Linked DNA regions of Mus musculus: all the other regions are linked to region 3. A link is a contact called in public HiChIP or PLAC-seq and promoter capture Hi-C data. All regions are on one chromosome and are shown on one strand. Each heading gives the region's core, a stretch centred on a gene start, on an enhancer-like site or on the middle of the called end of the contact. The rest is flanking DNA. Distances are from core to core; before and after follow the strand shown.

Evidence for each region. Promoter capture Hi-C pulls out the DNA fragments that hold promoters and counts their contacts. HiChIP or PLAC-seq counts read pairs in DNA pulled down with a chosen protein or histone mark.
Region 1: an H3K4me3 HiChIP or PLAC-seq map of the 230-238 cell line shows a contact between it and region 3, with 10 read pairs. The contact joins the enhancer-like site here to the promoter of Otulin in region 3. A contact is called at or near these places in 4 of 39 promoter capture datasets (the C10 cell line, the HPC-7 cell line, cranial neural crest and 1 more), 1 of 15 datasets of contacts at CTCF or cohesin (CD8 T cells), 4 of 484 Hi-C or Micro-C datasets (the N1E-115 cell line, bone marrow-derived macrophages, natural killer cells and 1 more), 5 of 115 datasets of contacts at active chromatin or transcription factors (the 230-238 cell line, the HPC-7 cell line, bone marrow-derived macrophages and 2 more) and 3 of 9 other capture datasets (adipose tissue, liver and pancreatic islet).
Region 2: a contact with region 3 is called in a promoter capture Hi-C map of liver. The contact joins the enhancer-like site here to the promoter of Otulin in region 3. A contact is called at or near these places in 7 of 39 promoter capture datasets (the 3T3-L1 cell line, the C10 cell line, hematopoietic stem and progenitor cells and 3 more), 4 of 484 Hi-C or Micro-C datasets (the G1E-ER4 cell line, embryonic stem cells and regulatory T cells), 7 of 115 datasets of contacts at active chromatin or transcription factors (the HPC-7 cell line, bone marrow-derived macrophages, cardiomyocytes and 4 more) and 2 of 9 other capture datasets (adipose tissue and pancreatic islet).
Region 4: a contact with region 3 is called in a promoter capture Hi-C map of the HPC-7 cell line, with 4 times the contacts expected there. The contact joins the enhancer-like site here to the promoter of Otulin in region 3. A contact is called at or near these places in 6 of 39 promoter capture datasets (3T3-L1-derived adipocytes, the C10 cell line, the HPC-7 cell line and 2 more), 1 of 15 datasets of contacts at CTCF or cohesin (the NIH/3T3 cell line), 2 of 484 Hi-C or Micro-C datasets (the MC3T3-E1 cell line and bone marrow-derived macrophages), 3 of 115 datasets of contacts at active chromatin or transcription factors (effector CD8 T cells and microglia) and 2 of 9 other capture datasets (liver and macrophages).
Region 5: a contact with region 3 is called in a promoter capture Hi-C map of hematopoietic stem and progenitor cells. The contact joins the enhancer-like site here to the promoter of Otulin in region 3. A contact is called at or near these places in 12 of 39 promoter capture datasets (the 3T3-L1 cell line, the C10 cell line, the HPC-7 cell line and 8 more), 1 of 15 datasets of contacts at CTCF or cohesin (large pre-B cells), 25 of 484 Hi-C or Micro-C datasets (the AML12 cell line, the Ba/F3 cell line, the C10 cell line and 18 more), 9 of 115 datasets of contacts at active chromatin or transcription factors (the NIH/3T3 cell line, T-cell acute lymphoblastic leukemia, bone marrow-derived macrophages and 5 more) and 2 of 9 other capture datasets (adipose tissue and embryonic stem cells).

What each region holds. Positions count from the first base shown.
Region 1 is chr15:27,776,370-27,782,211 of GRCm38.p6, reverse strand. All of the region lies in intron 34 of Trio (triple functional domain (PTPRF interacting)), which reads left to right. Among named protein-coding and RNA genes, the nearest start is that of Otulinl, 98 kb to the right of the region's middle. Within about 2 kb of position 4,586, at least 80 of the 459 cell types and tissues checked have an H3K27ac peak or open chromatin away from gene starts, as enhancers often do. A contact at or near this core is called in the 230-238 cell line and the N1E-115 cell line, where this site is marked.
Region 2 is chr15:27,483,951-27,489,910 of GRCm38.p6, reverse strand. All of the region lies in intron 1 of Ank (progressive ankylosis), which reads right to left. Among named protein-coding and RNA genes, the nearest start is that of Ank, 20 kb to the right of the region's middle. Within about 2 kb of position 2,465, at least 58 of the 459 cell types and tissues checked have an H3K27ac peak or open chromatin away from gene starts, as enhancers often do. A contact at or near this core is called in the G1E-ER4 cell line, extraembryonic endoderm stem cells and liver, where this site is marked.
Region 3 is chr15:27,627,116-27,632,865 of GRCm38.p6, reverse strand. It overlaps Otulin (OTU deubiquitinase with linear linkage specificity), which reads left to right and starts at 2,173. Exons shown (of 7, transcript NM_001013792.2): 1 at 2,173-2,408. The coding sequence starts at 2,257.
Region 4 is chr15:27,805,802-27,811,310 of GRCm38.p6, reverse strand. Trio (triple functional domain (PTPRF interacting)) reads left to right here. Exons shown (of 57, transcript NM_001081302.1): 34 at 5,438-5,509. Among named protein-coding and RNA genes, the nearest start is that of Otulinl, 130 kb to the right of the region's middle. Within about 2 kb of position 2,555, at least 46 of the 459 cell types and tissues checked have an H3K27ac peak or open chromatin away from gene starts, as enhancers often do. A contact at or near this core is called in the HPC-7 cell line and microglia, where this site is marked.
Region 5 is chr15:27,870,135-27,875,696 of GRCm38.p6, reverse strand. It overlaps Trio (triple functional domain (PTPRF interacting)), which reads left to right. Exons shown (of 57, transcript NM_001081302.1): 11 at 4,345-4,536. Among named protein-coding and RNA genes, the nearest start is that of Gm29975, 120 kb to the left of the region's middle. Within about 2 kb of position 1,551, at least 55 of the 459 cell types and tissues checked have an H3K27ac peak or open chromatin away from gene starts, as enhancers often do. A contact at or near this core is called in the Ba/F3 cell line, adipose tissue, bone marrow-derived macrophages and 4 more, where this site is marked.

The DNA.
Region 1 (5,842 bases), core at 3,337-5,836, 150 kb before region 3:
TATGTGGGCACCATGTGACTGTCAGCCCCCAAATTAACTGTGTGTTTCCATGAATGCTGAGTCCTGCCTCTGTTCAGGCAACAATAAACACTGCAGTAGTTGGGAGATGGAGTCACAAGCATAAATTAAGAATCAAGACACTGTTACTTCATAACATAAAGAGCTTCCTTATCCCTCTTCCAACAGTAAACTAAGTACTGAGTAATCCAACCCCTGGGTGGGCTTTGTTGTTGTTTGTGTGTTTGTTTTTAGAGACAGTCTTTAAGTGACACTAAGAATCTGTCTTATGGAAAAGAACAGTGTGACTTTTGGGCACCAGGAAGGATCTCAACCGACCAGAAAAGCTAGATTCATCACAGAGCCTTCAGAAGGCCTCTTGCTTTGGGGCTAAATAGACCAGATGACATTCTTGCTCTGCAGAATGTCACTCTGCTTCTGTGGAGATGCCTGGGTCAATGTGGGGTCCCCTCCGGCACCCTCACCCGTGGATCTTCAGTGGGAGCCTCGGCTCAGGCCTTCCAGGGCCACCATAGGTCCCCTTCCTTCTCCTTACCCAGGAGCAGTGTCCCACACAGCTCACTGTGGACATCATCAGGCTGTGTGCTGACCAGAGAAAGTCAGGAGGGCTCTGCAAAGACACTGTCTGTCTCTCCAGCCCTACCCACCCCACCCCACCCCACCACACATCCCAGGGATGATGCAGACCACCAAGAAAGAGTGGTGCCAGGTTCAAAGATCACAGAAAGCTGGGAGTTCACAGGATTCATACATCTCTCCCTCTCTTTTTTAATGGTGTGTGTGTGTGTGTGTTTGCATGCAGCACTACTATCTTAACACAAAATCTGCTTTTGACTTTGAGTTGAAGTCCCTACAGTTCATTAGTGGCCAGTTTCTTGGGTGCTTTTTCCCCTCTCTGACAATTTAGATCAGTGTCCATAGAAAAATCCTGCTGTTCATCTCCCCCAAGGGTACACAGTCCTGACTCAAACAAAAATCACTGAATATGGCCTAGCCATTCCAGAAGCCAGAAACAAGGGCCAGTACTTCCTCCAAATCAGTGTTTGTCCAGAGTAGAGAAGGATTGCGTTTAGATGTGAGCTCTAACATCAAGGTGAGTTAACAGGAAGGAGGAGGTGTGGAGCTATCTTTTACATCCTGTCATTCACAAATATGAGGATTTTTTTTTTTTAAGCAGCCTCTGCGTCGGTCAGTCAGGTGAGCAGTACGCCCAGGGATGCCTGGCTCTCCTGTCACTGCGGGGTGGAAACGTGAGAGAGGTGTGCGGAGCCTTTCTGGAGAGGCTGTAGAAAGAAGGTGTAGCCTCTGCTCTCTGCCTCTCCTAAGGACGTTGTGTATAGGAGCCCAGAAGGAGCATGGGAGGATCGAGTTGTATCATACTGTTCACCTTACCCACCAATCACTGCAGGTGCCCTCCTCAGAGCCTTGACTTACACAGCTCCCTGTAGACCACATACATACTCGAAGAGACCCGCTCCTCCATCCATTGGTTGGTTGGAGCTCCTGACATCCATGCTAGCTTAACCTCTCCTCCCATGATGGCGCTGCATTGCCTCTCCCCTAGCATGTTCTTGTTTCCACTCAGCAGTGAAGGAGATGCTGTGCATCCGACTAGCCAACTGCACGATTCTGCCCTTTGCCTCCTTTGCATTTAGTCCCCTTGTCTGTCTGTCTCTCTCTCTCTCTCTCTCTCTCTCCCTCTCTCTCTCTCTCTCTCTCTCTCTCTCTCTCTCGGCATTAGTGATGACATTCCAGAGGACCTCTGAAATGAAATGGCTTTCCAACTAGAAATGCTGACATCTAGTCCTCCTCTTACAGGATAAATCCAAGAGCCATGTTTCCTGACGTTCATATAATGTTCAAGTGTGTCAGGAAGAAAACTGAGGGCCAGTCCCATTGAGAGTTCTCTAGGGGTCCACAGACCCCAGGTCACCCAGCTCGGGTTGGGTATTCAGGAAGCCACACAATGCATTACCTGGTGGCACAGGCTAGAGCACAAACCCAGAGCATACTTAACATTCCTGTGTTCATACGCCTGTGTGTACACATGCTCCCGGGTCTGTGCATGGTACTGGCTTTCAGCCTTCATAAAGGAAAGCCACAGCAGTCTCTTTCTGGCTGCTTTTAATTGATGCCCATGGCCTTTTTGTGTTTTGGGACTCAGGGGTCGTGAGAGCTGGGGAGGGGGCCGGAGGCGCTGTGGTAAGCCCTCCCCTGTGAGTGTGTGGGAGGGTGCTGCCGAGGAGCCTGCATCTGTTGCTCGTTTGTGTGCATTTTCTCAGGCTGCAGAGACATGTGTTCTTCATTACGGCACGAGCCGTGGCCATACTGTGCTGAGGCCTCTAGTCCAATCTGGGTTTTTATTTATTTATTTTCTAAACAGGGGGAAATTTATCTTTTTTTCCTCCTTGTGTCTTCTGTGCTCACTTGGTATTTGATGCAGACACAAAGTTCACATTTTTGCATCACAGACCCACTATGCACCACGCTGTAAAGTCTGCAGAATGCCCTCTGTGTTCTTTCTCCATATTCTCATTCATTGCCCGTCCATCTCCAGACTCCGCCTTTGGAAAGATTACTTCCTGTGCTGACACAGCAGCAGCGTGACAGTCCCAGCTTAGCGTGAAGCCCGGATCCTGTGTGTGTGGGAAAGGCATAGAATTGTGCCTCACAATGTGCGGTCCCCACTGTCATCCTGACAGAGCCTCGGCGTGGGGACACATTAGTTCTATCCGCCACTGGACGGAAGAGAGCTGAACCTATGTAAGAGCAAAGAAATCAGAAGCCAGGCAGGGAAAGGTTTCAGGTACTTACTCAAAGGAGAAGATAGATTGTAGTTTGGAAAGTGACCGTGAAACGCATCTGTTCTTAGCCACCAATGTTGTTCCGTGTCACTAAGCAGATCGATGCTGTCTCTTCCACAGTCCCTCAACTGGTTTCCCATATGTCTCACCACCATTATCTGCAATATTTGTGGCCTGTCAGACCATTGCAGTCCTGGTATAAGACAAGACATGGTCCCTGAAGGATACATCTGGCAGAATAGCTTACATATTGGCTCACTTTTATGTCTTTTTTTTTTTTAATTAGAAAAAAAAATGATACCTTGATTTTAAAAACAGAGACTTTGAATCCCATTGGAAGAATGTAGAGCTGCTTGGAATGCTGTCGGGATCTGTCCGCAGCCTGCTTTTCCTCTTGCTTGTGCTCTCTGGCTCGGTGTCTCCACCGCTGCCTTCCTGACATTTCTGAACAACAGGTATTCTGCATTCAGCTCTCGGTAAGTCAGGTACGGAACGCTACAGGTCGCCCAGCTGGCCTCAAGCTTTATAATCACAGCCTTGGGGTTGTCTTCCTTAAATAGCAACCGTGCTTCCCATTATAAACTACAGTCCTCGGGACATGAACCGGAAATGAATCCTTTGCATTAGGAATCTCTCTCTGAGTTATGCTTATCCTGACGGAAGGCTCGTTCTTCAGCACACCCACAGTGAACACCGAGATAGAATAATATTGATTGACCAGGAACTGCAGGTTTAGTTCAGTAATACAATGGCTGCCTGGGAATGTGAGAATTGGATAGTGTTCCCAGCACACACACACACACACACACACACACACACACACACGCACTATCATTTAGGGATACTGCAAGAGAATCTGAAATGTGAGACAGATGTTTCCTGGACCATTTCCCAGTGTTGAATGTATGCATCTTGTGGTGGCCCCACCTCCCATCCGTGACTTGGCTGTCTGTCAGCAGTTGCCTGTGTGTGCTCAGTTGATGTGATATGGGTGAAGGGAGCCTGAGCAGCAGATGCGGAGGATTGAGAGGCTATGCTGTGCAGATGACCACCTTGCTCCTAGTCCCTGCCTTTCTACTTGCTGTTTGCAGTTTCTTCTTCTCTCTTTTCTTTTTTTCAAAACTATGAATATCACCTCCTATATCTATTAGGTTATATTTACAAAGGCTTTTTTATAATCTCTCCACACAGGAGAGGGAAAACCATTACTATTTTACACCTCAAGAAACTAAAGCAGGAAAAGGCCAGTGGGCTTTAAGGGTACTTAGCGCCTACAGGCGACAGGCAGGGTCAAAGCTCCAGCCCCACATCCTTCTACAAACAGCTCCCTCAGAGAAGACTGGCAGGAGCCCGGCATGTGCCAGTCAGGCCCTAGCCCCAGGTCTGCTGCCTGCACACAGCTGCACAGCCCCCCACCCCCACCCCTCTTGTGTGCTATAAAGCCTGTGAAGCCAAAGAAATGTCCATTGGGTGAGTCGTTCTCAAGCGCAGAGTATGCGGTACTAAATTCTAAAACTTGACTGAAAGTCCTCAGCAGTCCGTTGCTGCAGCTTTACGCGAGTGGAATCTCAGGCCTCCTCCCACTGGGAAAGTGGGGAGAAAGCAAAATGGGGTGGAAACTTAATCTTCCTTAGCCTGCAACTAGCAGGATATGATCCTTTTTTTTCCTTACATTTTTAAGAACTTTTATTAATCACAGCTGTCCAGATTTACAGACTGGGAGGAGATAGCTTTCTCCTCCCCTTGGGCCTGGCCCTGTGTGCACATGGTAAAACCCTCCCGTGTAGAGCTGGGTCCCTGGCCTTCCTCCTCTGGCTTTATTCTGTCTTCACTTTAAAAGGAAACCACAACAGCCATTGTGTGACCTCAGCCTCAGGAAAAAAAAAAAAAGCCACTTGGGATTCCTCCCTAAGCCTGCCCTGGCCGACAGGCAGTGGTTGCTTTTTTTGTGTGCACACCTGCGTGGATTTTTAAGCCTGCTAGGATCTCTTTATAACTGGGGACAAATTTCTTTTAAAACAGAAAAACAACCAAGTCAGTATCTCAGTCGTATCTGCCACATATTTTTTTATTATTTCCTAGTGCCATTAACTCCTATTGTCCATGAATTCTGGGTATTGTCGGGGCACTGCTGTTTGTATAAATACAATATACCCATTTCTATACAATCAGGGACTCCCAGATGCCTCAGCTGTAAGCCACTTCTTAGTTTATAAAGCTACTTCATTTCACTCTTGCTGTTTCCTGAGTCCATTGCTGCCCTGTAAGGTGTGGAAACCCAGCTACGCCAGTCAGACTGGATCACCCCTGAGAGAACAAAGCCCAGACACAGCCCCCCAGTCCAGGGCTTTCTGTGACACCTCTCATAGGTCCTCCTTCTGTGCTTGGAATCAGAGGATTCTCCTCCAGTGAGAGAAGATAGCCCACCTTCAGACCAGGCAAGAGCAAGGCTTTCCTACAGTTGAGGAAAGGTAGCGTCCCAGTGAGGAGTGGAGCTGAGACCAGTGTGCGGAACTGAACATGTTTATCACAGTTAGCGGGTGTGTCTGTTGGAGCTGCGGGGTCAGCTTCATCCGGAGCCCTTTCTCTGCCCCTGTGCAGTGCTCCCATTGATCTGTGCCACTTACACACACCAAGCCCAGGCTCTGCCCCAAGAAAAAGCAGCTCATAGCATCACAGGAAGAGGCAGGATCACAAGACTCTACTTGACCTGGTTTCCAAATAAGTGAAAATTCACAACTGTGTAAGCTTTGCTTGAAGATAGAGATCACCTGTAGTTATCACAGAACTGACCACAATATGCCGCACTCTGAACATCACTGTCCACAGTGGTAGGCTTACATTATCAGTGTCCTTGGGTTGGGCAAACAAAAGTAAGGATAGCCTGCAACCAGTGTTTTGCTCACCTGGTCATCTTTATTCTGTATGTATTTACTAAGTCCAAGATGTACCAAGCAGCCTGTTATCAGTTACGCTCCTGCCCACACAGAGCCTGCCTTGACAGGTTATATAGATCTGAG
Region 2 (5,960 bases), core at 1,216-3,715, 140 kb after region 3:
ATTGGTAACTTCTTCACGCAGTTCTACTCCTGTTTACTTAAGTGGGCGAGGAGGGAAAGGAGAATGGAGGGCAGCCAATAAAGAAAGCGGGTGTTGATCTAGACCTTCATTTAATTAGCAGATGTGGAAGACTTTAGCTGAGATGAGGAAATGGGGCTAAGGCTTCTTCCATCTCCTTGTACCTGAAACTCCACTGTACTGAGGGGCGAAGTTGCCATTGCTGGCCACAGTCTGGTTTGATGTGTTTGAAAGAAGGGTCTCTGTACTTAGCTTTATGTGCCCTAGAAGTCACTAAGTGCACCGTGCTGTTCTCGAACTCAGCGATCTACTGTCTCTGCCTCCTGGGTGCTGGGATTAAAGACCTGTGCCACAGAACCTGGCTGTCTGGCTCACTGTAAACACTAAGAAAGACTGTGAAGAGAAGGCAGTGCAAAGAGAACCAGAAGGAAGATAGTTATTTTAAAAGTTTAAAGTCTGTCACACAAATGTCTAGGAATACTACTCCCAGCTGGGCCTGTTGGTTTTCTCCTGTGATTCCACAACTTGGGATTGCAGAATGGGGAAGAGTGGAGTTATCCAGGGCTATATAAGATGTCTCAAAAACAAAAGACACACACACACACAATCACTCCTATGAGTCAAGTGTGTCAGACAGTATTTCTAAGTGTGTGTGAATTTCCTATCACTCTCTATATAGAACGGAAGGGACGCAGGAACATCTAGAGCCCACTCCTCAGGCACACGTGGGGAGCACAACCTGTGGAGAACAGGCCGAGACACACGGACCTGGGAGCTTGCCTAATAGTCAGTTGTATGTGACTTTTATCCCATCACTTATAAAAGGATTTCTCCCTTCTTCTCTTCTTCCACCCTCCCTCCCTCGCTCTCTCCCTCCCTCCCTTTCTTCTTTGCTGGAGAATGAGCCTAGGGCCTATGCATTTCACTGCTGGGTAGTATCTGCAGCCTTGCTATTGTTTCCTGTGTGGGTAAAGGGATGGTAGCTCAAGAGTAAACAGAAAGACTTAGGTAGTCAACTGATACTGTTTGGGGTCATTTCTACCAAAAACGTATCATTCAACACCAACCAAGTACTAACACAAAGTGCACAAGAGCGGGTATGCACGCGTGCACACACATGCACATGCACACGCAGACACACACTCCTGACACCTAATGAGAAGAACTGCTAAGCATGAAGGGAAAGCCGTTGGCTCTGGCCATCGTCTTACAGGCTGTCTTATGATCAGCCCCTTTTCCTCAGCACTGTGCAATTTGCCAGGAGAGGGAGGAAGCCAGTTACCCACTCAATGCAGAGCTCCCATCACACTGAGGAAGGGAAGTAAGCCACCAAATGAATGAATAGGTAGATAGTAACAAAATCGTGGGGAAGATAAGGAAAGAGAAGGCCCTGGCTGGTTCTAACAAAGACTCCTTTGTAGAGGAGGCCAGTGATGTGCAGCTGATGCAGGGCTGCTGAAGAAAGTGACTACCCTTGGGCCCTTAGGGACCTGCCACCTACCTAAAGGCAGGGAGCTTGCTCACAGAACCACAAGGCGAAGAAAGATCAGACAAAGGCAGGCACGGAAGGCTTCCAGGGTCCTCCTGTGATCTGGCTCAGAGCAGGTCCGTGCCTTCAGATCCTAACAACTGCTGTGGGCGTGGCGGGGAGTCACAAGCTGCCGATGCCCAGGCTTCCAAAGCACGGTGGGGCTGGAAGAGTCTGCTTGCTCTGGAGCCAGCCTCCCTGACAATCTTAGGATAAAGAGATTTTTCTCCTACTCAATATGGAACAAACATATGCTTGCAGACAACCACCGTTCACGCACTACGAGACTCTAGGAAATTGACAGTAGAAAACCCAGTGAGGGTTCTTATTCAATTTTTAGGCTTATCACTGCATTCTAGAAAGGAGGAAATCTTCATCGCTATTGCACCTTTTTTTTTTCTTCTTCAATAAGCTGTAATAGTTACCAAGCATGGACTGAATGTATTCTGAAGAAGACCGAGTTACAAATGACTTCCAGTCTGTTAAAAGATGGCTGGTTACATTGACCTCCCCCCACCCCCCGCCTCTCTCCAGAAGGCCAGAGCACAAACCCTGACACCATCAAACAGGAGAAGGAGAGAGAAAGGTGTTTTCATGCCACTGTGTTGTCTACTCCCAGGAAAAACAGCAGCACATACATAAGATTATTCCTCACTCTGGGAAACCACGAAGATATGCAACTGTGTGGAATTGAGAACCACTGTAAGGCTGACCCACTGTCCCATCTCCCAGAAGGTTACAGGATCAGTTTAGAAGTCTCACTATCACCTTCAGGGCAAATCCACACTTCACTTTCTAAGGTCTCGGTTTTACACCGCATTCCTTGTTTAACATTATCTAGCCTATTTCAACCAGTGTGTAAATATTTTAGTTTGGGGCTGATGGCGACCTCAAAAGAAAACCACCAAAATGCTGCCAAGGTTGTGTAACCAATGGCTTAATAATCTCCGTAAGGAAACATTTGCTCTTAAAGCACTAATGAGGGAGGGAGGGAGGGGAGCTTTCGTTTACAAAACAGATCTGTATATTTAAACACACCACACTTATTTCTGCACCCCACCCCCACCAGACATGCACCTGCGCCCTGGTGGCAGCCTAGCATATCAGATTTCTGTTCTGTGGGATCGGATCCTCACCACACAGGTGAGCCCCAGATACATTTCTCTTTCGTTGCCTCGTAGAAAGCTGGGGGGAGGGGGCGGGGAGGAGGGCACTCTGGTTCTATTTCTGACCACGCTCTTTCTCTTTGTGTAATGGTGAGAAAATAGAATCCTCACACCAAAAGGATTATGTCCCTCCAGTGTCACCCCCACACACAGATTGTCCCCAAACGACCACTGTTCACACTGCCTGCACAAAAAGCGACTGCTATTTATTAAGGCACTTCCTAGCTATGGGAGAGGGAAGCTCCAAGAAGGGCTCCTGATTGTAAGCCTTCTCTATATCCTTTACCACCTCCTACCTGGCTTCCCTGCGATGGACCCTCTGGGACTGAAACCTGTGCCTGCTGACTCTGTTCCCTCAAGAGAAACTGCCTCTTAAAGAACAGGCTTTATCTCACTAGAAAAACCTTCTCCTCTGAACACAATAATAAAATTGTTTTCAAACCGAGTATGGTGTCCACACTGGTGATCGGCAATCTCAGAAGGCTGAGGCAAGCTTAAGGCCAACTGAGGCTACACAGTTAGACCCTGTGTGCTGTGTGCACGTTGCAGAATGGCTGCACAAAGCAGCCGGTTTCAGCAGACATTAGAAGCAGATGTGAGACCGACAAACAAGTCCCAGCCATCCCTCCGTGCTGGTATTATTTTGCTTATACCTCAAAGTATCCTCACCTTTCCTAGTGTACACCCTGAGCTTAATGCACACACCAGGGTTACCAGGGTGTGTCCATGCGTTTGTTTGGGGAAACATCTAAGAAAGTTGGTTCACTGACCCTCCATTCATAGAGAAGAACAGGCTCTGTGTGACAGAGATGGGTGTGTCTGAACTATAAATCAGCGCCAGACACTTCCATGATTTTCCTTCACTCTTTGACTTACGCAAGCCCATCTGAAGTTCCTACTGCATGCAGAGTCTGTAGGAGAAGACCCCTATGGACAAGGGGTGTGCTGATGTCACACAGCAGCCCTGCCCTAGGGGATCATGGGAAGACGGAGGAGGGGAGGAGGAACAGTGCATGGCAGTCCATGTAAGACAGAGGCACTGCAGCACGTCTCAGAAGGGTGGGGTGGGATCAGTGGGACTCCTCTGCCTCCCCTGGAGCTGAATGCTAAGGAGAGGAAAGGGATTCATCCCAGAGGCAACCGGGGTAACTCAATCTGAAACTAATGAATGCTTGGCAGGAAAGAAAAAAAAAACCCTTTAAACAGACTTGACTTATGAGAAGGTGCTGAAAGGCCGGGGACTGTGCTGTGTGCCAGAAGGAACTGGCAACTAAAGTCCAGAGAGCCCGCATCACAGGGTTGGTTTTTTTTTTTTTCACACTACGATTACATTTTAAGAAAGTGGTACATATGCTGTGTATCAGAGGGAACTGTGCCCATGTTAGCCTAGGAGAGAACGGAGAAGGGGCCGAGAGAGAGATTAGGCACAAGCCACAGCCACGTGTTAGGAATGTTTGGGGACCGATAAGGGAGGGGCAGAGCCTGCAGTGATGCTCTTGGGGTAGCTCATGCCTTACTGGTGACCAGGAGCGCCCTCACCTCCTTCGTGTCTGATCATATGTGATCCAGAAAAAGGGAAGGGAGGAGGGTTAGGCACCAAGAGCATGGGGAGGCTTGCATGGCAGGCTACCCATGGATCAAGGTTCCTCCCCAGTCCTAGAGGACCCCTGCTGGGAGCACCATGCAGGGTGAAGGAGAGGGGGATTCAGTCGGGTTCATGCTCTGCAGACATCTGCAAGCACAACTCGACTCCTAGGCAGGCCGTCGAGAACATACTTTGCAAACTGCAAGTGGTCGACACAGGAGAAGTGTGGGCCCAGCAAGGAAGTACAATGCACACATTGTCACAAACTGAAACAATGCCCTAGGAGTGGTGGCACACACCTGCAGTCCCAGCACTTGCGGGGTGGAGGTAGAAGGATCTTTTCCAGCAATTCTCAACATATAGGTGTTTTCACTGCAGACAACATGATTGATTTTACATATATATTATACATTATATTATTATACTATATATTTTATGTATTATAATATTATATATTAGAGAATTCCTCTTATTAATGTGTATGTTCTAGTTAAAAAAATATTTTCTTTTGTCCAGCTTCCTAGTACCTAATGAACCTTGTCATAAATGATGCCTTCTGCATTACTTTCCAAGGAAAGGGTCAGGGAAGCTTAAGCCAAAGGTTACAAACAGGTGATTTTAAATTTACTCTCAGCAAAAACACAGCCATGACATAATGAGAATAGACCCCGAGTGCCCCTGAGGACTAACTAGAAATCTGCGGATGTGTAGGACAGGGCTAGGTCCCAAAGCAGGAAACGAGACCATTAATGTCCAGGTAGCTACTGACAGGGGTCATAAGAACAAGCAGGTCTCTAAGAAATGAGATTTATTTTCAGTGTTAAAACATCTTGAATGGGGGGCTAGAGAGATGGCTTAGCAGAAGGGCGCTCATTACACTTGAGGGGACCTGGCTTCTGTCTCAGCATCCACTGGTGACTTACGGCCATCCATTAACTCCAGTTCCAGAGGATTGGATGCCCCCTTCTGACCTCCGTAGGCATAAAGCACACACATGGTATACATAATATATTCTCACATAAAATAAAATATATAAATCTAATTTAAAAAACAAAATAAAACCTTGAATGTCCTTCATTGTGACCCCCCTGCAGCAGAAAATATGCTGGTCCAAAAACTGGCAGAGCATTCTAGGCAGTGAGTTGTAAGCAATGCCCTACCCCAGCAAAGGGCACATTCTCTTCCTTTTGCCCCACTCACCCTCTATCCCAGCAACCCACGCATGGTGTCCCGGGGGGCTATTCTAAAGCATTGTACAGAGGCCATAGCTCACCCAGGATACCAGGCTCTCTCTCTCTCTCTCTCTCTCTCTCTCTCACACACACACACACACACACACACACACACACACACACACACATACACACACACACACACACACACACACACACACACACACACACACACAGGTCCACTTCCCAGAATCCTCTTGGCTTCCAGGTCTTTGTAGACCAGTCCCCTAGAAGGCTGCCTCCCATCCCCTTCAATAAGAGGTGAAGTGGGTACATGTCATACATATATGAGGTTTTGCAATGATTACTGTCACAACTGTGAGTCCCAAGCATCAAGAGGACATTTTGATTTTAAATTAATTCTATCTCTATGAGCCCTGGCACCAACTGGCTCCCCAGACTCCATCACCCTCCTCATATGATAATCAAAC
Region 3 (5,750 bases), core at 924-3,423:
CGTTGCAAACATATTTAGTGTGGTAAAATTTTAGATATCTTCATCTTGAGCCTTGTATTAATTTCCTCAGACTATTGTAACAAAAAACAACAAATCAGAGGGCAAACAACAGAAAGTTAAAGTTTTGGAAGCTGAAAGTGTGCTGTGAGATTGCTGGCAGGGTTAAGCTTTAGCCAAAGAGTCTTTGGATAGCCTTTGTTTGCTTTATCTTAGCTTCTGGTAAGTTCCATCATTCCTTAGGTTTTAGCTGCGTTCCTTCAATCTCTGTCTTCTTCCCCACATGGCTTTATTCCCTCTGCTGTTTATCTGTCTGTGTGGTCAGTCTCTCCTCTCAAAACACCAATCAATAGCTTTACAGGACACCCCAATCCAACATGACATCACCTTACTAATCTCATAGACAGAGATTCTTCCCCCATCCCCCGGCCCCCCGAAGTCAGATTGGGATGTTCCAGATGGACGTGAACTGGGTGATGACCTACTACAATCCTTCCTCCTTAAGTTCCTCAACCAGTTTGCTTACCATTTTATGCTTTGAATTTTCAGCAGGTGTGTTTCTTACTTTTTAAAGAAAAAAAAAAAAAAGGAAAAGAACACCTCAGAGTTATTTGTCTCAAGACAAACGTTCTTTCTTTCTTTCTTTCTTTCTTTCTTTCTTTCTTTCTTTCTCTTGTTTTTGTTTTTGTTTTGTTTTGTTTTGTTTTGTTTTTTTGAGGCAGGGTTTCTCTGTGTAGCCCTGGCTGTCCTGAAACTCACTTTGTAGACCATGCTGGCCTCGAACTCAGAAATTCGCCTGCCTCTGCCTCCCAAGTGGTGGGATTAAAGGCGTGCACCATCTCACCCAGCACAAATGTTCTTTCTATAGTTTATCCTCTTATGTTCCCACCTCCCCGAGTTTATCTTTACAGGTTCTTTACAAAGAACATAGCCCTCCCCTGAAAGAAAGTAAGATAGTTTAGTCTGGAGCCAAGGAAATATGAGGCACAATGGTCCAGGAACACAGATTTGACTTATTCCAAATAGTCTCCATATGCTCCAGCCTAATGGCTTCCTTGCTTTTTTGTTTGTTTGTTTGTTTTTTTAAATAGTAACAGAACAAATCAAACATTAAGTCAAAGGTCTTTCTAAAACGCATCAGGTAGATGGTAGAAATGTTTGTTAAATGTTTGTTATGTGATCTGATGTTATTCTGGCCGTAAGTCTGTAGATCCCAATGATTTACCTAAAAGCTATAATGAGGTTGGCAATAAATGGCTATTAAGGAGAACTGAAGATCGCCCAAGACTGTGCAGCTTACTCCTAATCGGTAATATTCTAGCTCTCCATAATCAAGGACGTTTTAATCACCCAATCAGCCTTGGGGATGTTTAACACTAGTGTGCTCCCCTCACCTCTGAACATCAGTTTAGTCCTATGCTTTAATATTTAACTGCAGGCAAAAATGATCTTTCATAAATGGCCTTATAGAGAGAACACGGAAAAGACGAAGCTCAAGCTTATCAATCTAAACTTGGCTTTTTATGATCTGACTTCCAATCTTACTTTTCGGTTCTGCCCCTGAACCTATCTGCAGGCTTCCGAAATGTCCCTGCCTCGCTATTGCTCCATACTCGGGTTCTGCCTCAAGGCTGGAGCCATGCCTACTAACTCACCCACTCTCCCCGGCTTCTGCGCCTCCACGGTCATACCTTGGAAATCTGTTAATGTCAGCCCTTTACTCTTACTCTTAAATCGATCACATGAAGCAATCTAATTCAAGATGGCACAGAATGTTGTGCTTGCTCAACTACGACCCCACAGCCGAGGTCAAGGCCACGTGGGCTCCAGAGGCCGCGCTGGCACTGAGGAACGGTGCCAGCAGAACTTTTAGGGGACCAAGGATGAAGTTCTGTACCGAGGTAAGTACTACCCGGCATCCTAACTCTCTCAACTCCACACCGCCCAGCCGCGTGTCCTGCCCAGCCTCCAACATCCCCCAACACCACCTACTGAGCCCGGACATGCGCAGTGGGCACACGGCGCGGGCCGCTCCAGGCTCCGCGGCTCAAATCCGCTCTGCGCAGGCGTCCTCCCTCCATTCCCAGCCCCGCCCGTTCCAGGTCCCCTAGCCTCTCGCCACGCCCCCTTGCTGCAGGTCAAAGGTCGCGGGGCGGGCCACAGTGACGCTTACGGAAGCGCTCTGCGGACCTCGCGGGGTGCGGGGCAGCGCAGCCACGGCTCCGGACGGCGGGACGGCAGGGCCCGGCGTGGCCGCGGATGAGTCGGGGAACCATGCCCCAGCCCGGAGCGTGGCCCGGTGCAAGCTGCGCCGAGACGCCGGCGCGCGAGGCCGGGGCCGCGGCGCGGGACGGCGGGAAGGTGACGGCCGGCGCGCAGCCCCGGGCCGCGACGCGATGCCCGGCCGAGCAGTGAGTGAGCGGGGCGGGCGTGGGAGCGGGCGCGGGCGCGGGGCTGCGTGGGTTCCCTCGGTTTCAGGTCGGCTACCCAGACCGAGCAGTAGAGAGTCGGGAGTGTGGACCCTGTCACAGCTCGGTCACCCAGGCCGCCACACTCCCGCTTTGACAACTGTCCAATCCTGAAGTTAGGGAAAGCGCTAGGAATTTGGGAAAGAAATCCAGAGAGGCCCCTTTAATGATCCACTGACTCCCTGTAGCTCTTTTCCCCTAACCTAGCTCGGAGGAAGTGAGTTCGCCCCAGTAACAGCCACAGAATTGTCCTGCGATGTCACCACTTGAAGAGTTTCCCACCTGTTGGACAGACTTTGGCCACAGGCTGGCCCTCTCCGTTTTACCCCGTCAGACCCTGGCTAGGTATTCCTACCACTCTTTGCTTTTACACACACACACACACACACACACACACACAGGCACACAGTTTTAGAGCAGTTCCTTATTGACTGTGAAGAAAAACAGTAAGTTAGAAGCGATTTCACTGTGCAGGGTTTGGAGGTGTCTACTGAGTTCGTGGCACAGTTCTAGATGTCTTTGGACTTAGAAAATCAAAAGCTCCGACAGTCAGTTTTCTTATGATCCAAAAGTTAAAGCATAAGGTGTGTCTAGATGGACCTTTAGAGCTCTTTCAATTTCCTAAGAAGGGGTCTTTTGAAGCCTTGTTAAGGAAGACGGGATATAATAGCAGCTCAGTTGTGAGGTGCTTTGCGGTGGGCTTTGACCGCTTTCGTTTATTGAGCGCCCGAGTGTGATGGTAATTATTCCTGTAATGAGCTAGTGGTAACAGGAAAGGTATAGAGTGGGAAGCCTTAACCTTCTCTAAGAGCTAGGCTGCCAATTAGCGTTAGTGACATTGTCTGTTAGCTTTGGGACTTGGGGAGCTTTTAGCTCTTTATTTGGGTCAGCATTATCTAAGCTTCAGCCATAGTTGCTGTAGTCAATGAATCTAGATAGCCTGGTTTTTTTAAATGAAATGTCCTGATTCTTAAGTAGGGACACTTATTTTTCTTTCTATTGAGCTCCTTTATATTACAGGGCCATGTTTGAGTTGGTCTAGTCTGTGGTTGCCAGGTTGAAACTGTCTAGGTTAGAGATGTCTCTTTCCTCTGCTCTTCCTCTGCTTCCTGACGGCTCTGCCTTTCAGCCTGCTTTCCTAGTCCATTCCTTTCCTGGATGCCCAGCCTTTTAAGCCCTGCACCTCAGTCTTACCCTAGCAGTTTCACATGCCTTGAAAGATACCTGAGCCTTTGAGGCCAGAACCACATTCTCCAACGTACACACAGTTGTTTGGAAGGTTTTCTGGTGTGGTGGTTCTCACGAACACCTTGGGGAACGGACCTCAAAGGGAAGGAGTCTTCACACTGCTGTTAGTCTTAAAGCTGAAACCTGGGTTTGTCATCTCACTCTTGAGGAAACAGGTGCGGATTGTGTTGTTAGGCAGGGAGAAACAGGTAGGAGATTTTAAGACCATGGTTCTTGACACCTCCCCCCCCCCCCCCAACTCCCTACCCCTTACCCCCTTCTTCTTGACCTCCTCAGCAACACTGGACAGAGAGGCATGGCTTATAACCACGCCTATGTTTGTAATTTGAATGTTATTAGCTGTTTCTTTTTTTCCTTACTGCCTGTGTTGGCTTTAATTGACCCATTTTCTCTTGACTCTTCAGGTGTGGAAATGAGGCTAGTGTATAGTGTAACTCACAAGTATTACTGGTTAATACACCACACTGCTAGACCATTTTGCCTTTCTGACTCAGCCTTACATGAGTAGTGGATTGGGCTCTTTCTCTCTGTGGGGCTTTTCTAGGGTCCCGTATCAGAGAAACAGTAAATAGTTGACAGTGTAATATGTGCGTATGTGATATAAGCCGCTTAATAGTTTGGCTATAAATTTAATGCTGTTAAGAATGTGCGTTTAAATCTGTGTTAGGCTCAGGGGTCAGACCTCTCCACTCAGAGTTATTGAAAATATTTTTACCTTAAAATAGGGACCATGGTGAGATTGGATATGATTTGAGATATGCTATAGCGTTATTTTTACTACATTTGAGGGAGATTGGTTATGAGTGTAAGTCCTAGGCAGCCTACAGGTGAATTATGAACTTGGGGTTTGGCTCTAGTAGCTCAGCTGTTCTGATTTCTTTTTAATAAGCTCACCGCATTTCACAGGGGAAAGGACTGGGGAAGAGGGACACCCAAACCACATGTATACACTGCCTCCTGCACAAGCCCCAAGGGATGGTCACTGTAAAGCTGGGAGTCCCATTTGAAGAGGCCTGACATTAGACCAGAGTAACTGACCTTGTGCAGGTTCCCCGGCTGCTCACATCACAGGCCTCCTTTGCTCCATCTTCCCTTCCCTTCATCCTTTCATGTGGGGAACCCTTAGACAGTCATACCACGCTATCCTCCTCAAGGGCGTGACCAAACCGGAAGTGGTTAGGGAAGTCACAGACTACCCCGTGCGCCTTCTCAGTCTACTTGAGGATGGGACTGGGGTTTACTCTGAGATTGATGCTGGGTATGCTCTTGTATGGAGGCATACCAGTCGTCTGGGAAGCCCGATGAAATTGAGTGCAAACTTGTGTTTCTAAGCTAAGGTATTCTTCAAGGGTCTGCGAGCACACTCCTCTATGTGTTAGGCTGTTTGCAGGGATTGTCAACCCTCGTTTATGCTGTTTTCTGTCCTTGCCCAGCCTAGCTTCCAGAGTGGGGTAAGAAGGCGTGTAGCTGTGGGGATGTAGTGGACTCCCTCTCCTTTCCTCACGCAAGGAAGACCCCGCTTGAGGAGTCACCCAGGATGTTTCCAGACCTCCTTGTTGCAGGCAGCTGTGTTGTCCTTATGCGCTTCTGGAAGTCACATGGAGCAGGATGAGCTGACATGGAAAGTCCACTTGCAGAAGTGGGTGGAATTTTGGCCTAGGTGCTGGTACTTTCCTGTATGTGTTCTGTTGTTTATCCTCTCTGCAGTCACCAGACTAGACAAAGGCTAGGCCTAGTGGTCTTTACGTTTCTGGGTCTGGGTAGGAAGATGTGTGGTGTCACATTGGTTGACTCCACCTTACCAATACTGCAGAGAGGGCTGGAAAAATGGCTAGTGGTTAAGAGTCCTTGCCGCCCTTGTGTAGGACCTGGTTTAGGCTCTCACTCAGCACTTACAGTTACCACCCGTAACTCCAGTACCAGAGGATCCCGCCCCCTCTTCTGGCCTCAGGATCTAGGCACACGAATGGCATACAGATATGCATTCAGGGAAGCAGTCATGCACATAAAGTAGTAAATACCAAAATAAATGCTGCT
Region 4 (5,509 bases), core at 1,306-3,805, 180 kb before region 3:
AACCAAGTAATCGTAGTTTGCTCTGCTCTGTGTGAAACCTGCGTGAAGCCACAGGACTCTTTTGTGTAGTTTCTGAATGACTGAAGGTAGAGAGCTATGGCCTACAACTGTTCACAACAGTCGAAACACTTTGTTCTGTAGGTGGACTGGCCATTATTAGACCACATCCCACCCACCCCATTCCACCCCCGCCTTTCCTTTTGAATTGCCCTTGAAAATTGGCCAGATATTCACTGCAGTTGATCGTCTCCTGGAAACAGAATCACTTGAGAGAGGAAGGCTTCAGGCTTCACCCACCACACCGGTTCTCTCCAGCCCTCGTCAGTGCGCCCTGCGCAGAAAGCTCTCTGAGCTTAGTAATTCAAGCCAGGTGTTAACTGTGGCCCTTTTAAAACTGTGTGTTCTTGTAACACACAACTGCCTTGTTCTAGTGCATGGGGTCGGGGTGTGAAAATGTTAAGGAGCCCATGACCAAATCCACTGCATGGGCATCTCAGCCATGGGGTGAGACAAGGCGGCAAGATGATCCAGTTTGGGATTTTTTTTGGAAAGCAAAAGACAGACTTCTACAAAGATTGTTGAAGTACAAAAGATTTTGGCCAGAAGATGAAGGGGTGGAAAGGCCATAAACTGTTTATTTTCCATTATCCTGACAGAATTCAGGGAAAAGCCTGCTTTGAATCTGCTCGTGCCCTTGGTCTAGGTCGTTGGTGCCTCCCAGAGGCCCTCTCCAAGGGCAGGCAGGACTCGGGGAGAAATAACATCCTTGGTGATTTCTGCGGCTGTGCTCCATGTGAGACCAGCTGTTTTCTCACACATACTGCTTACCACAGTAGTGAGAAATTGAAGGATGCCTTTAAACTGCCTTCCTGACCTCCGAAGTGACTTCCAGAAGGGTTAATGTGAGCCATGTGATACACTGCATTCCTGAACTAGGCAGATATGCCAGGGAAGCCGGGGCAGAGTCTATAAAATGTTTACAGTGAAGAGAGCGCTGTGGGGACTCCATGGGAAGTGGCTGGCACAGAAGAGGGAGCTGCTGCAGCCACAGATGAATGAGACGGGTAGGGTGGCGGTCGGCGTAGTCATGACATCAGGGCTGGGGTGGCTAAGAGCTCCAAAATCTTCATGGTCAGCGACCTAAACTTCTGGTTAGGAATTGAGTGATTGATATCAATAAGGACTTGCATTGCTTCCTCAAAGTAGTTATCACAAATGTCCGAAACAACAAAAACATGTCTTCTAAAATCTTAGCAAGCTTCATTTTAAAGAGATGTTTTGTTGCTCAATGCAAAGTTGAAGGAAGGAAGGAGAGATAAATAACACTGTGGGTGTTTAAAGAAGCCACAAGGAAACATTATAAGTTTACTTAAAAGTTCATAAGCTAGGGGTGGGAGAGGTGGCTTAGCTGCTCTTCTAGGAGACCCGGATTCAATTTCTGGCACCCGTATGGTGTCTCACAACTATAACGACAGTCCCTCTTCCCGCCTATATGGCTACCACATGCACTGGTGCACAGACATATAAACAAAACACCCATTCATAAATAAGATGAAAAAGTAAAAAGTGTGTGCGCACATGCACATGTATAGTGTAACTCGAGTCATGCCACATGGATGACAGTGCTCCTCCCAAGAGCAGTAGTGGGTGATATAACAAAACCCCAGTGCCAGGCATAAGAAAGCTCCCTTTGAGGGTCCAAGAGACCCTCAAATAAACACCGTGGGATATTGTCCTTGCCTATGGTTGTGGCTCAGAACTTGACACTAAGTCCCTGTTGCAGAAGATATCATGTACTTTGGACACTGCAATTAAAGGAAGTGATCTGGGACTGGTCTGGAAGCCTCCACCCCCAGAGCTGGCTCTCAGCATAGGAAGGGGCTATGCAAGCTATCATGGAAAAAGCCATCAATAGCCCTACCCAATTGTAATGTCTGTGGAGGACCATAACAGTGACTAGCCCAGCAAGCTCTCCCCAATGATGCACTGTGCCATTTTATTGGGGTGGGGGTGGGTAACCAGCAGTTGCATTGTTTGACTAACATTTAAATACGTAAATGCAAAGCTTGAAACAGAAGCCTACAGGATACTTGTTCTCAGGGAACAAAACATTTAGTTCCTAACCTTGATTGTAGGTTCTTATCTCTCCTGATGGGCAGGAGAGGACTGGGGAACAGGAAAATGTGGGGGTGATAATTTTAGCACTTTTTGCAGTATTATTCTGGCACTCTGTGTTCTTAAGTTCTAGAAAGCCTCTGCATGTTTTTAACATGGTGTATGATTCTTTGTCAGAGCAGGCTCCATTTTTTTTTTTTTTTCCTTACAATCTGTCAAGCACACAGATGTTCCCAGTCCTTTTTGGTTACTCTGCAAAGGTCTTTAAAAAAAACATAAGTGCCAAAAATATAGTGGAGTTAACTTCCCTTCCTAGGCAGCCCTCACTAGGCACCCCTACATTTGCTTGAGCAGCCTGACAAGTTAATGAGACTCTGGTAGGGGAAGCCGCCAGCTCAGGGCTCCTTCCCAGAGCAGCAACATGGACCACTGGGGGGAGCCTGGAGTTCTAACTGGACTGCTCAGTTACAGAGCTGGCTGCCCTCAGACATGGGGGCACTGGGGCCGGACCACCAAGGCCCACAAGCAGCAGGGCTTGGTCTGCAGCACGTCCGATCCTGCCAAGCTTCATCAGCTGACTCTGTTGTGGCTGGAAAAGGGAGCACCCCCACTATTTGCTGAGGAGTTAACCACTTCCATATCATGGGGTTGTGTGAGAGAAATCCTTTCCCAAGCTCGCTCGGTCTCAACTTTCAGCACTTATATGGCTTCTTTATCTGTCCAGGGACTAATGGAAATGTTACCATGGCTTTCCCACAAAGGAGTTTATAAAAATTTAGAGGGGAACTTAAAACAGTTGTGGCCTAGTGACAAGGCTCGTTTTGTCTGGATCTTCATGATGGAAAGAGCTGGGATGGAGCGTAGAACCGTGTGTGGGCGAGTGCTTCCTACAGCCTGCCAAATGTTCTGTGGGCTTTGCACCTCGTGGGTACACAGACCTTGCAGTGACCTGCAGACCCTCTTCTATTTGCCATGGTGGTGGCAAGCCTCTTTTTGCCCTTAGTCTTGACACAGAGATTCATAAGAGTGACACAGACCTGCTTTGCTTTCTACTGAGGAGGGGACACACACACACACACACACACACACACACACACACACACACACACACAGAGAGAGAGAGAGAGAGAGAGAGAGAGAAACACAGACAGAGAGACAGAGAGGACTATTCATTTCAGAACTGAAGTATAAATTGTTTCAGGCAAAAGCCCTAAGGATGGCAAAAATGGGAACAACTTTCCAGAGACGGTGGATGGGGAACTTGAAGGGAGAATGGACACAAGGAGATCTGACCACAGGGATGGCACTGTGGACCTCGTATGCACAGGACCTGTCTCAGAAGCAACTGTCTGCACAAAAACCTGGCAAGGCAGATGGGGATTTAAAGCCTGTATCAAGAAAAATGTACCTAAGGTTTTGAAGAGGAAGACCCATGCTTTTTTAAAATTTTTTATTAGATATTTTCTTTATTTACATTTCAAATGCTATCCTGAAAATTTCCTATACCCTCTCCTCCCACTCCCACTCTTGGCCCTGGCGTTCCCCTGTACTGGGGCATATAAAGTTTGCAAGACCTAGGGGCCTCTCTTCCTAATGATGGCCAACTAGGCCATCTTTTGATACATATGCAGCAGAGACGCGAGCTCTGGGGGTACTGGTTAGTTCATATTGTTGTTCCACATATAGGGTTGCAGACCCCTTCAGCTCCTTGGGTACTTTCTCTAGCTCCTCCTTTGGGAGCCCTGTGTTCCACCCTATAGATGACTGTGAGCGGCTACCCTGGCAGCATTGTCCCATTGGGACAGAGCAGAGGCCTGGGGGCACACACTGAGAGCATCAGAATCACTGGAGAAACTCAAATGTGCAAAACCAGTGTGGGGTTTTGCAGAGGAAGAAAGTCATTAGAAAGCCACCCTCGAGTCCACTTGACAACTTCTAGAGGAGGAGGGAAATGCATCTAAGTTGGGTAATTTGCTGGTGATAGCATCGCCCAGAAAGCAACGCCGGAAGAGAAACACAAGCAGGGACATTATGAGTCGTGTCCCAGCTCCCCGGTGGGGTGAAAAATCGGAAGCATGGGACCACCAGCTGCTGTGTCTTGGGAATACCAGCGTGAGGCTGAGGCTATCCAATGGGATAGAGAAGAAACAGGCACAGGGGAACCTGGGGATAGCTTGAGGACAGAGAGCCAGTCACAGAGCTCTTATATAGGAGCTGATGAGTCCTGTCCCCAAACAGCTAACAGTCCAGAGGATCAACCTACCAGGACACAGGCCAAGTGGGGACAACCGTAGTGGGAGAACCGTGTTCTTGCTTTTCAGATGCAGCTCTGTGTGTGTGTGTGTGTGTGTGTGTGTGTGTGTGTGTGTGTGTGTGTGTTCACCGATGTGCTGCAGAAGACCTAAGTACTACTAGTCTGGGCCAGAAGAGAACATGGGAGTGGGCACAGCGAGCAGAGAGAATTGGGGTCACGAGTTCAAGGGTTAGCACCAGCAGCTGTGGGAGAGCCAGGCAGGCACACGGAGGAGGCATGCGAACACAAGTCTGCTGTGATTTCTTTATGAGTTCTAGACAGCCACTGAGACATTCACTCCCCATCTTCAAACAGTGCTGTATGCCCGCGTCTAATGTAGAGAGCTGGCGAGCACTGCTTCAAACAGTGCTGTATGCCCGCATCTAATGTACAGAGAGCTGGCAAGCACTGCCTGCAGAGATTCTTTGGGAATGATTGCGATGGAACACAGGAATGGGGCGGAGCCAAGACCTCTGAGGGGCCTGGAGGAGAAGCACTCCAGGGCCAGTGCCTAGGGGCCATTCAGTCCCTCTTTGGAGCCTCTCCCTTCCTGATCTTGAGATGCTTGGGGAGTGGTGAGAGGCACTCGCTCGGGGGTGCTCGCTTACAGCTTTGAAACCCCTCAGAGCTCCATCTCGCTTTACTGTCTGTTTCATGATTTTTCCCTGACCAGCCTTTAGGCAGTTTTATTACTTTGTTCTGAGTTTTAAAATGAGTGTGTAGTGTTTTTATAGAGGGAACTAGAATGTTCCGGGTTCAGAGGGATTTGGAAGTACGTGAGAAATCACGCTGGACTGATGGTGAACCCCTCAGAAAAATCCCAGCATCGGGAATGAGGGGAGGAGCTTCAGTACCTCACAGCTCCAAAGGGGGTGGGGGTCAGGACATAGCCTTAGCCCCACTCTGGTGACGCCTTTAACCCTACTGCAGAGTTCCCGGCAGAAGGTGACATTCCTAGCCAAGTTCGTAACTGTGTCCATCTACGTGGTTCTGCTTGCTGACCTGTCCCTCTTTCTTTGTCCCTCCCAGCTTTCTGGTGGCTGCGAGCTGACGGTCGTGATTCATGACTTCACAGCCTGCAACAGCAATGAGCTGACCATC
Region 5 (5,562 bases), core at 302-2,801, 240 kb before region 3:
CAAGCTTCCATTTGTTTTTAATTAATTTAGCTTTTAATATAAAGATATATTGTGTTTTAGTCTTTTAAAATTAACAATGGAGAATTCAGGACAGATTATTTTTAATAAAGCATTTCCCCCTGGGCTGAAGTTATCGGTGCAGCACCTGCCCACCAGTTAGTCAGGTCCTCAGACTGCAGAGAAGAGAAAAGAAACAACAGGTCCTTGAGGCTGCTTTCCCCATGACATGTCCTGAAACTTAAGAAGATGACTATGTCTTTCTGATTGTGTTACCATCAGCTTAGTCTTTCTGAGTCTTTCTGAGTCTCTTAACTGTAAAGTGATATTAATATCTCCCTTTACCAGGTTGTTGTAAGAATACATTAAGGAGGGAGGGAGAGAGGGAAAGAGGGAGTCATGACAGAAGGTGTTCAGAATTCCATTCCTTGATTTAGAACATATAGATGGCTGACGATGACAGTCCTTTGACAGTAGCTAGGCATGTCAGGACCTAAAGTAGATGATGTTGCCAGTATTTATGCTGTGCCCACCTTAGTTTATTGAACACCCACCTACCCGGAGAAAATAATGGTTGTTTCTGGTCAAATGCTAACAGATGTAAACAGTAGTCAGTGCCCTAGTTGGGGTCACTATTGCTGTGATGAAAGACCATGACCAAAGCAGTTTGGGGAGGAAAGAGGTTATTTGGCTTACACTTCCACAGCACTGTTCATCACTGAAGGAAGTTGGGACAGGAACTCAAGCAGGGCTGGAACCTGGAGGCAGGAGCAGCTGCTGCAAAGGCCCTGGAGGGACGCTACTTACTGGCTTGCTCCACATGGTTTGCTCTGCCTGGTTTCTTGGAGAACCCAGGAAGTGAGCCGAGGGATAGCACTACCCACAAATGGGCTGAGTGGATGCCTCCCCCCATCAATCACTAATGAAGAAAATGCCCTACAGCCAGATCTTATGGAGGCATTTTCTTAATTGGGGTTCCCTCCTTTCTGGGTACTCTAGCTTGTGTCAAGTTAACCTATTTTGCCTTATCTCTCACATAGAATTTTCCATGGCCTCTGTTAAGAATTTTAGATTGCCCATGCCATGATTACGATTGACTTTCCCCCTCTGTGGCATATGTCTGCATTGAGGGACAGCGGTGAGCTTGCCCCATATCTGTTGTGTTTTTCTTTCCTAGATGACAAGTGATCCTTGGGAGGTTTGTGCCTTCCATACAGCAGTTGATGATACCCACAGCATCTAGTTTTCTCTGCAGTGGCCCTTCCTTCTTTTTCTCCAGTTCAGTAGTATTAAAATACCTTAGAGATTTTTCTAATCCATAGTTTCTTTGCTCATTGTGTTTTGATGGGGTAGGCATATTTAGGACTTTCAGTATTCACTTTCTATTATCTAGAAATTTGCATTTCCATTTATTGTAAATACAGTGTCTGCCATCTTTGGAGAGACTCGGGCCCTAGTGGCTGAGAGCAGCGGGAGGAGGAGGAGGACCACTCATCTTCCTCTGCACTGCTCAGGTCCCAGATTATGCTGTTTGCACAACATAAGCTGTTTCTCAAGAAAGAGGAAATGCTTTGCTCTCCATGGCCCGCCCTTGCTATCGTGTCCTTTAATCTCCCTGATGAGTATAAAAGGGATGCCCCAAAGAGGGGGACCCTCAAGCTGAAGAAAGGAGAAGGCCTGCCCCTTCAGTTCCCCTCACACTCACCAGCTTCAGGTCGCCAGGTCTCGGGGCCGTCAACAGCGGCCACTCCGCTGACTGGCTTTGGCAAACCTCAGTTTGCCACAGGGAAGTGGAAGTGAATCGGCGTCCCTGTCACAGGGCTTCTATAGGGTTTCGAGTAGCTGCTCAAAAGCCAACGTTGATGATATGGATAGTTCGTCAATGAGCATTCGAAACCTCTCACAGCTCAGTCCATGACGGAGGGACTCAGGAAGGCTCTGTTGCAAGGAAGGCTTAGCTGGGGTTTCAGATGCCAGTGCTGATGTCCCTGTCTCCGTCCCTCACCCCCTCACCCCTGGCACCACATGTGGCTCTGCACTAGGACAAACTCTTTCCTCCTCTGTGCAAGCACCATTTTCTGGATGAGGCACAGAGTGAATGGCTGTGGTTTAGTGTCTTCATAACATGCCTGCTCCTTTAGCAGCCATATTTTTCCCAGTGTTCCTTACTGCTGCTGATGTCATAGCAAGGCTCTTGGCAATCCAGTAGTGCTTTCCTACTGGGGGACACTGTCAATGAAAGAGTCACTTATCAAGCTAGATTACTTCAGGGCTGAGATGACAGTCAGGGAGAAAGCAGGATTCCTTACTTCAGAAACACGTTTGCTCTCAGGGGTCTGGTTTCCCGACAGTACACTGAGCTGGTAATTGCACTCAGCCCCCAGCCTCCCTGTTCCTGAAACAGTTGATTATGGCTGAGTGTGTCTAGTCTCCCAAGTTGGAGACCACGCTTTCTCCAAATGTGTTGGATGTTGTTTATCACTCAAAGGACCATTCGTTGGGAGTTTGGCTCTCCTATTGACGAGTTTAGGAGAAGAGGCCTTTAGGAGTTGCACCTGCAGCTAGCCTCCAGCGAGACCCACTTTTGAAAGATTTTAGACCCCTGTCTCTATCTGACTTTCTGCTTTAAGATATGATTTCTTCCCTTCCTTGTGACACTAGAGGCAAACCAGGGACCACCTCATCTTCAGCTTTTGATTTACAGAACTGTGGGCTAAACCACTTCATGTATAAGGCTAGTCCATCTCTGCTGCTTTGTCATAGTAGTGAAAATCAGTGCTGTTCCTAATAATGAATGGTACTTTGGAATCTTGTCATATCTAGAGGTTGAAAGGGTTTGGAGGGGTAAGCTACGAAGATCCTAGGATCCTGTAAGAGATTCTGTTCAGGGAACTGGTCCCAGGTATAAGGTGATTTTTCACGCACATAGAATCCAGGAGTTACAGGCCTTTCCATTTGTCAGTCTTCTTTTGGGATAGGACTGTTGGGACAGGCTGTCCCCCATCAAAGGAGACTGTCTTCCTTTGGTTTTCACATGGCTAACAGTTATAAGGAATTCACCTTATAAGGAACCTCTAGAGCATCAGCTAGTCTAGTTTTGCTTTGTGAGATGCACAGAAACCTTGGGTATCAGAAACGGAGTGCTGTGGTTTGGTGTAGTGTGTGTGGCCTCCCCAGAAGTCTGTGTATTGAGATAATCGCCACTGTGATGCAGTAGGAGAGGAAATGAGTCAGGCTGGTGTCCACAGGTGGGTCTGGGGTTAGGGCAGATGCCCCATGACTGACTCCTAGTGGCTTTGTAAGGAGAAGAGGGGTCAGGAGAAACATGTGCAAGTTTGTCTCTTATAATGCTCCAAAGTATGTTGGGACTGCCACCAAGGCCATCAGATGTAGCCCTTATCCTGGGCTTCAGAACCCTGGGCTGCGGTACTTCTTGTTCATCTCACCCAGTCTATGAGATTGTGATGCAGGCTGCAGAAAAGAAACTGATACAGAAGTCCTCTCTGTTTAATGGGAGCCTCGCTTCCCTATTCCAAGCCCCATCACTCACTGAGCCTGTCCCCACCCCATCCCTCCCAGGGACACCCTTCCCATACCTTGGGCCACCTTATACCTGTTCAGTGAGCTACCTGCCCTATTCGGCTCTAGGAGTTTAAGGAGGAGGATGAAAGAGTCAACTGACGTCTCAGCAGAGCCGCAGGTGGGAGTTCTGTCCTTGCTGTAGGGCAGGCTGCTCTGACTACACCGCGCGCGCGCCTCCTGCTCCTCTCAGCAGTAATGCCCCTGTGGAGCAGTTGCCAGTAACTGTCACAGGCTGTAGCTTATCTGCTCATGTGAGCAACACAGCCATGGCCACAAGTTTATCAAGAACTGAAGCAGAATCGTCTTCAGAGAACAAGAGCCACGTATTTCCATACCACAGCTGCTTTCTACACTGGCTACATTGTTACAGCCACTGGGAGACTCCTTTCCTTCCAGAGCCATGTGCTGTGAAGCAGAGATGGGGAAAGCTCACTTACTCTGCTGTAAAAATGAGAGGAGAAAGCAAAACGGACCTCTGTGGTTGTGGGCCATTTCCTGACTCCAGCTTAGCAAAAGCCGAACAGCCTTTTGAGTCATGAGCCATTCTGGCCAGTGCTTAACAGTTTGCTTGGGGTCAGAAAAGGGTACTGATGGGGATGTATGTACCTCCTGACGTCATCGCTCCTTACTGTATATTGTCTACCCAGTGTAGTAAACGATCAGCATCGCTGCTGATAGGTTCTTGGTTGCCGTGGATTGTGGCTCCTGTGCCGGCTGGTTTGCTGAATGCTCACCTTCTGTTTCTCTGGGTATCCTCCCGTGCAGAACACGTACACAAACGCAGATAAACTGCTAGAAGCAGCAGAGCAGCTGGCTCAGACGGGGGAATGTGACCCCGAAGAGATTTATCAGGCTGCCCATCAGCTTGAAGACCGGATACAAGATTTTGTTCGGCGAGTTGAACAACGAAAGATCCTGCTGGACATGTCTGTGTCATTTCACACGCACGTAAAAGAGGTAAGGCATCATACAATGACAAAATGTAGTTTGCCCGAGAGGGTCTTTGGACTTGTTGGAAGGAATCTGAATGTTCTCATAATGAGAGACATTGGCCGGAAGGTGGCAGGTGAGAAGATGGGACCCATTAGTACCAAATGCATCAGGCCTGGAAGATGCCTTCCTGCCTTCTGCTTCTGCAGCTGGCTGTCCTTGTCACATGAGTGCACCTTTGCCTTTGTTGGGGTCATCCGTAGTCGGGGGTCAGGGGAGACTTGTGGGTCAGGAGATGAGCAGGAGAAACAAGAAGCGGAATAAGAATTTTTTCAGCCTTAGAGAGGAATAGTGCTCCATTGTCAGATCCTGCTTGTGGACAGTGCCTGGTCATGGGGTGAAGCATGGTGGCCCTCTGCTCTTAGCAGACTACTTTTACCTGCTCCTTAAAGTTCTATTACATTGTATGGAGTTTAAATATACCATAGATCTTATATATTATATATAATGCATATATATGATTATGTATTATATATATGGTATATATAGTAATAAAATCTTATCTTACTTAGTAAATATCACAAAATTACATTAGAGAAATTACTATGTTACATTTTAGTTTTGTTTTTGGAAATAGAGTTTTGCTGTGAAATCTATGGTCGCCCTGAATTCCCTATGTAATGCAGGCTGGTTGTAAGCAGGCAGTTGATCCCGCCGCCGCCTTTTGAGTATTTGGATTATATGATGGCATTACTATGCCCGGTTTATTTTTTTTCAAGTGGGGCTTTTTAATAACATTAAAAATCAAGTTTAATTTTAGGTGACTGAGAAAAAAAATGCTCCACAAAGAACCTTCACAAATTGCTGTGACATGCTGTGACACGCCTCTCTATGCATGGGAGTTTATGAAGAGTTGCTTTAATCTAAGCTTAAGTACACAAAAACTCATGGAAATAGAAGAAGGATCTAGAAAGATAAAATCACTGGGAGAAACTGAGAGAGGCAAATCTGGCTTGCTTTGTTTAGAAAGACATCCAGAGTCTAGTACCCATA